Regions from separate parts of the Larimichthys crocea genome. Here region 1 is linked to region 2. A link is a contact called in public Hi-C data. All regions are on one chromosome and are shown on one strand. Each heading gives the region's core, a stretch centred on a gene start, on an enhancer-like site or on the middle of the called end of the contact. The rest is flanking DNA. Distances are from core to core; before and after follow the strand shown. Region 1 holds the start of cfap298 (cilia and flagella associated protein 298). Region 2 holds the start of slc7a1a (solute carrier family 7 member 1a).

Region 1 (3,542 bases), core at 364-2,863, 570 kb before region 2:
TCAGATGTTGTTTTTCCTCCCAACCTTCATTAAACGGCTGAAAAGTCTTTTAAAGCATTTGGATGGTTCACGGGAGGATAAAACATCTGGCCCAAGAAAGCACCTGTTAACTACCGCTCCTGCGCTTTGTGTGAAATCCGTACGAATAATCTCACTGCACTGAACGCAGTAGCTGTCTATGTAAGCAAGTGTGTCAGGTTGCCTTTGCTTACATGTTGACGTCATCTCTCAAATGCATTGATTGTGTTATCCAAATGTGTGCAGTAGATACTGTATCTGCATTAAAAGTAGGGGACTAGCCAGCGCTTTGTGTCATGTCATGTTCAAGATGAGATTTTATAGGAAACAAATTTGCTCCTTTTTTTTGTGAGGTTGGTGTCCTTTTTATGGCTATAATCCATAGTAAATAAGAGTCTGTTGTTGTTGAACATAATCTGTATGTATTCAAGATGAAAACATGAAGCTGTGATTCATGTTAATATCCAACCTTCCATATTTTAAGTGCACAGCCGATTGCACATTTATGTATGAAGCAGTTTATGTTGTATGTATGCAAAAATAAATGTAAAATTACCCGAACAGTGATGTTGTCCCTTTTCTCAAAAAGAATTATTCATCATAAAACTCTGCTTACAATTTGCTTGTACAGTTACAATGTGTTTGTTAATGGAGACATTTATGAATCTGCAACAACATTATGTGTATATATTATATATGCTGATAGTCTTACAGGTCCTGGATATTATTTCCAAATGCCTAAGCAGCCTCTAAAAGCAAACACACATTCATATGGTCCCAAAGGGCAAAATTAAAACATCTTCAACCAATGAAATCATCTGAATCATGTTTAATTTCTATATTGACATCAAGATCTTCACATTCTATCAGTATATGACATAAATATTCATGATATATGGATGTTTTTGCCCCTTTCTATCCCATCATCTTTTAGAAACTTCATTTTCAAATTTATTAGTATAATACTGGACAGGTGAGGGATGAGTGACCAGTTCATTACATGGTGAACCAAGCATTCACACTCACACTATTCATCCATCCATCCATCCATCCATCCACCCATCCATCCATCCATCCATCCATCCATCCACCCATCCATTCATCCATTATCTCTAAGCTCTTCAGTGTCACAGTGAGGCTGCAGCCTATCCCAGCTGACAGTTCATCAAGGATCAAAACAGGAACCACGTCACCACTGACCCTGATGAGGGTGAGTGGTTAAAGAAAACGGATAGATAGACCAGTTCATGTTTCTTTTTGTAAAGAACCTGACACAGCCAGTATTTTCTATAAATTTTTTAGATATGTGATGTTTAATTAACCTTATTATTTATTATTTTAACATGCCAACATGCAGAGAAACATTCAGGCAAGTGCTCTTGTCTGCCGGTGAAGCAGGGCAGCCTAAACACGATCAACAAGATTACAGATGTTGAATTAATTCATCATATCCCCATCACATTATCACAATGGGAATTCCTTCCTCCTATGTTGCACCATATGTACCACTGCAGAGGACTAAAAACACTTCATTGCACATAACACGGTGTTACCAGCACCCACCGTTAGAGGGCGGTAATGTCTGCTCGGATGAAGCTGACCTGCCGTTAGCTGTTCCCGGGAAGAAGAACGTATCCCGGTGACTTCTCCTGGAATGTTTAGCTCGTAATGCTAATAATGGCTGTACACAGAGTGTGAGTGCAGGCTGAGCAGTGGAGTTTGAAGTGTTATCACGCAGGTAAGTGTTCACATGTTCGGCCACTGTACACAAATGTACCCTGTAAGAGACTGAGGGCGGGAAACAGCTAGCTCACTCAGCTAGCCTGTCAGGAGCTAACTCTGTGTTTTTCTGGAAGCGTCCGCTCGCGACTGTTGCCATGGTTACACTGTTTACACGCTTTAAGACGGGACCGTCGCTCGTGTCGTTGCGGTTTATTCGTCAATAAAGTGACGTGAGACGTCCACGCACACGCGTGACTTTTTTGCGGGTGAACAGGCGGCGGGTTACTTTGTCGACATGGTGCAGCTGCACGTGAAGCGTGGAGAGGAAAGCCAGTTTCTTTACAACACCACCGTGGACGTCCCACTGGAGACGGTGATCAAGGAGGTCACAGCCGTTTACAACGGGAGGCTCAAAGTGGACAGAGTGTGTTCAGGTGAGCATGACTCAGCATGACTCAGCAGGCTGCACTCACCTCACAAAGACGTCTTGATGTAGTTACACTGACATGTACATGCTGTTTGTTTCTGCACCGTCAGAGATCCCAGAGCTGGCAGACCATGGCGTCACGCTGCCACCCAACATGCAGGGGCTGACAGAGGAGCAGGTCGTGGAGCTGAGACTGAAGGACGAGTGGGAGGACAAGTGTGTGCCCAGCGGGGGGCCGGTGTTAAAGACCGATGAGATGGGGAGGAGAAACGGACACGGTGAGACTGTGACTCTGTGACTGTGGACAACATCTGTACACGTTATAGCTCAGTTATAAACAAACAAGACAAACAAAAGGCAGCATAAAGATATTGAATTAAATATACATATTCATACATACACATACATACATACAAACAAACAGTACTTACTGTACAAAGCAGTGAGGTGTTGTGTAAATGTATAAAGAGGGAGAGTATAAACTGATGGATGGATTTTTGGAGCCTTAATAAATATGTAGTGCGCTCCATCTGGTAGAAGTCCCTGTAGTACTCCAAATCAGTCTCAAGAAAACTTTAGATGATCTCATCTCGCTCTCAGACAAAGATGACTCTGGATTTTAGAGTCCATCTGCAAAAACAGAAGTCTGAAATAACATCAGGCAGCAGTGAGGTGATACAATGTAACAGCCACCCTGCACCCAAAGAGTTTGTGTGAATATTAGCTGCCTAAGTCTGCTATATACTGTCTGGTCTTGGTCTTGACTTGGTCTCAATACACTCTAGTCTCTTGGTCTCTATTTAGTTAGTCCTGACTACAGCACTGCCTTCTGGACCCATGTGTTATATGTAGGGGGGTCTATTGTTTTAACACTAAAGGGCCGCTGTAGGTATTTCTTGGCCCACCCATTCAGACTTTTAGGTTTCCTCCCAGCAGAGCCACAGTAAGATCTTAAAGTATATCCTGTTAGAAAAACCCTCTGCATCACATATTTATCCACAGAATGTGTTTAGTTTGGGATATAACCAGAATATATGGCTGTGATTGGCAGTGTGTGTGCTTCACAATTCCTCCGACATGAACTAGAGTGTGTTAGTATCTGCTTCAGACTGTCCTTTATGGGGGCATGTGGATGTAGCTTTAAACTGCAAACCATGAGACACTGTCTGACATAAAATAATCTTAAATGAAACATGAATATGTCATTTTATTCAACCCGCACATCTCAAACGTGGGAAAGATACAAGCCTTGGCTTTTAGGTTCTGGTAATCTGACATCATCTCTTTGCCTTCTACCAGCTCCAAATGACAAAATGAAGGAGGTGCTGATGAGAACGATGGAGGAGGCGAAGGCGCTGATCTCCAAAGTGAGTAT
Region 2 (3,891 bases), core at 617-3,116:
ATTCTAACTTAAGCTTTTATTTTCTTCCATCTCTGATTCTCAGAGAGAATATTTACATTTTAAATATAGTCAGATATTGTGTATTGTATTGCATCAGTCACGTAAAAAGCTGATCAGGCGATGCCTGCTGAATACAACGTTTATTCTCTAGCTCTCTGTTTCTATTGCAGCAATTTCCATAAGCATGAAATTACCGGACATCGTAATAAGCTGCTCATTCATGTTTTGTACACACTGCAATCTATTTACTGCAGCTACAGTAGCTTACATTGTACACACTGTTTTGACAAGTCTTAAAAAAAAAAACTACCAACTTGTGTCATAAAACTGTGTGTGTAAACAAAAGCTCAGCACTGTTCTGAGTACATACAAGGTTATGCTGCTATTACCAAGCACACGGGCAACCAAACATTCAGCATGGAGGCGCAGCAAAGAGGAAACATAAAGCCATCACATGCTGAAGCCATGCCCATAATCTCAGTACCTGGAAAGCTTCCATGCGCACACACACACCCTCACACCCTTCAGTGCGTTTTGTATATGCTACATACAGGCTTGCAGTCAGCAGCTTGCCCACAAGTGGCCCACTTTCAGAGAGGCTAAAGTTAGACTGACTGGAACTGGTCTGAACTGTTGCCATGGACGTCTAAAAGGTCAACTCTTGCTACTGAGTCCTTCTTACAATACAGACATTTTATGGAGCGGGGCAGTAAATTATTTGGAGTTTGGAGTTGGAATTATACTTTTTCACACATTCATCAACTGTTATTTTACTGCTTTTTCAAACGCACAGATTGAGTCCTACCTCCATCAAACTGCATCACTGTACCAGGCTGATCTATGCTGCTCTTGTTGACTGAAACCTTTCCACTCTGGGGTTTCCAGAGGAAGCAGATACATTTATAAGGGGTTTAATCTGTAAACGATTGCCTGAACAAAAGCTGAAGAGTTCACTTTACACACTTGTGATTTGCTGCTTGCTCTACATGTCAGTGTTCACTCAGGTCCAAGACAACAGCCACCACCTTCCTCACATCACCATCATCATCATCAGCAGGAGCAGAAGGAGCCCCTTTCGGACACACTACACTGTAGCTCCCACGGTGGAATCCTGAAGCCATAACACATTCCAGGGCTCCTATGTCTCATATTACATCATCACGGTTACACACAATGCGCATCGACGCGAGGGTCACCCTAATCTTTACCGTTGAGCAGCGAGGAGTGCGAGAAGGAAATTATGTAGTGCAGTTGTATTTCCTCACAGGCACGCTGCAGGAAACGGCAGCGCTGACTTTGAAAGCAGTAAAAAATGGGGTCCGAGTAAAATGAGCATGTGGTTTGGAGTGAGTGCTCCTCCGTTCCGCGCAGCCAGCCAACTTTACGCACAGAAACGCGCGTTCCCTTACAGCGCCCTAAGCTCGGGTGCAACATGAAATATCTCGGCGTTACAGATGCTTGGAAGTTAATTGAACGTTACATAACATTTTACATGCATGTAGCATAATGAAGCGTGTGTGAGGACTTCTTTACCTTGTATACCCTGCAGGGGCGCATGAAGCAGTGATCCGAGATAAACCAGTTTCCTTCAGAGGTTTCCAAATGTGTAAATTGTGTAGAAAAAACAAAACAAACGCTGCGTCGACACACGGTGATCTGCAAAGTTTGCGTCTCTCTTTACAGGTGAGGAGGAGGAATTTAAACTCGGGGGTTGTGCTGTTTAACTCGTTTGGATGGAGGAGGGGACACGGAGACAAACAACCCCGCCCACTCATTACCATTAGAGTAGTGGTCGACTACCACAAGAGGTGTTTCACATTTGTCATTGGAGGACTCGATTGAAAGGGTGAAAATCAGTGATGTGATTCTTCTTCAGATGATAAAATCTTCATCACAAAATGATTCTGGATTGTTCCTTTCTATGTCAGATGGATGGAAACCATCTCAGGGGTCACAAGTTTCACTTCGCAACAAGCCAGTGATCGTTCAAATGGATTTTTTATTCTCAGGCAAAACAAACAAACAAAAAAAATACTAAAACAAAACTTTTACAAAGCTCTCAGCTCAGGTCTGGTCATCGGTGAAACAGAAGTGTTAAGGGATCGAAGAACGTCCATATCAACTGTCCCACAGAGGGAGACATGTTGGTCGTCAGGGTGCAGTTTTTATCTTTTGGCACATACGGGAAAGCAGAGTCCTCGAGAGAAATGAGCAGTTTTTTTTACAGATATCCAGGTTAAAACAGACAGTGTCAGTGTAGAGATCACACGTTTTGCACACAGATGCCAGTAATCCAACAATTCACTCAATAAATTATACATTTAAATTGTTGCCAACACATGTAACGGAGTGGTTGTTTTGAGCTGACAATACAAGGCCTCGTTTTCAGCATCAGTCCTGTGTATGAGCACACTGTTCTATACATTATTCACAATATTTACACTTTTCTTTTTTTACCTTCACTTTTCAGAAAAAAGGTAACAAATGTTGAGTTTTATTCACCACACCTTTTTTCCGGGATTCAAACTTAGTGATCCGGCGGCTTCAAATGTGCCGAGCGTAACGAAAGGTGAATTAAAAAGTTGCCGTTGCCGTGTCCTCCTCAAGACTTGGCTTCTAAAAGCGGCTTGATGTCTTTGATGCCAAGCTCTGCTGCCACGGTGATGATGTGGTCCAGGGCGTTCATGTGGCCCAGCATCCTCACAACCTCTTTGATTTGATCCCTGTTGACAGATATGTATTCAGTTAGAAGCAGTATGAAACCACCATATCACAACATCAGTTAATCATGTACGAACACTAGTTATTAAACTGTTGTTTGTATGTAGTTTGACAGCCCTGACATGTTCTCCATCTTAAAGCAGCTTCCATAATATTCCAGCAGAGGGAGCCATTACTAAACTCAGGCTCCCTGATCAGGACAAAGTGTGTGTGCAGTTATACATGCAGAGCCTTACTTGGCAGTGCGCCGTTCCACATCAGGCGCGCCAAAACTGCTGCGGTGCAATGAGTTGGCCAGGTGGGTGAGGTAGCGGCAGAACGGCTCCAACTGAGGCAACGTCTGTTGGCCCTTCAGCCCGGAGAACCAGTGCACCGGTATACACTCCACCACCTGAGAGAGGACGAGGAGGAGTCAGTTCACACAAAGCTGATCAACAAAAACGGCAGAACAAACACGGGAACGGGGGAAGTGGAATGTAGCCAATCACAGTGACCTGAGTATGATAAAATATAAGCGCCTCTCAAAGTGTCAGAGCCCAGAGGAGCCAGTTTCCAAAAAAACTGGCTGTATTTTTAGACATTACATAAGGAAGATGTCTCCAGAATGATTTTGAAACTGAGAAATAAAAATGTCTAAACGCAGTTTGAAAACTTTTATTACAAGTCATAATTTTCTCAGACAAAACCTGTGAACTTGATGAATTCAAATTCTCCCTTCATTACACTAAGTGTGTGTATTTACCAGAAAGAGCTACTTCTGAAGTTGCGATGACTGCAACACTGTGGAGCGAACGGATGAATTCACACGCCAAACACTTAAAAAAGTGCAGACTGCTTCATCTAATGAACTGTCCCTCGTGCAATCTGTGACACTTTTTCAAACCGTAATTAAAATTTAGACGCTTCATATCTACTGACCTGACCAAAAGTTGAGGGATTAAGAACATAAATTCAATATTTGCTAAAAAGAATTCACAGTTTATGATTTAGTACTACGGGGAGCAGATTATTCAAATGAAACCTGCTTGTAACGATGTTCTCTGTTAACAGAGTGAGACCACTAAACAAATAGAGTGATGGGTAAACAAACATCTGTTGTTCTCATGGTTGTAAATATGGAAATTTATTCCTCTTCCCTTATTACGTGATGTCTACATCTGAGCCGGAGCA

Evidence for each region. Hi-C and Micro-C count contacts between places; a contact is called where the count stands out from the background.
Region 1: a Hi-C map of muscle shows a contact between it and region 2, with 8 times the contacts expected there. The contact joins the promoter of cfap298 here to the promoter of slc7a1a in region 2. A contact is called at or near these places in 2 of 7 Hi-C or Micro-C datasets (both in muscle).

The regions. Positions count from the first base shown.
Region 1 is chrXXII:7,193,512-7,197,053 of L_crocea_2.0, reverse strand. It overlaps cfap298 (cilia and flagella associated protein 298), which reads left to right and starts at 1,613. Exons shown (of 8, transcript XM_019270419.2): 1 at 1,613-1,756; 2 at 2,015-2,174; 3 at 2,278-2,445; 4 at 3,467-3,534. The coding sequence starts at 2,036. It overlaps synj1 (synaptojanin 1), which reads left to right. Exons shown (of 30, transcript XM_027273824.1): 30 at 1-579.
Region 2 is chrXXII:6,626,272-6,630,162 of L_crocea_2.0, reverse strand. slc7a1a (solute carrier family 7 member 1a) reads right to left here and starts at 1,866. Exons shown (of 13, transcript XM_019253100.2): 1 at 1,534-1,866. paxbp1 (PAX3 and PAX7 binding protein 1) reads right to left here. Exons shown (of 18, transcript XM_010737016.3): 17 at 2,958-3,112; 18 at 2,216-2,723. The coding sequence ends at 2,603.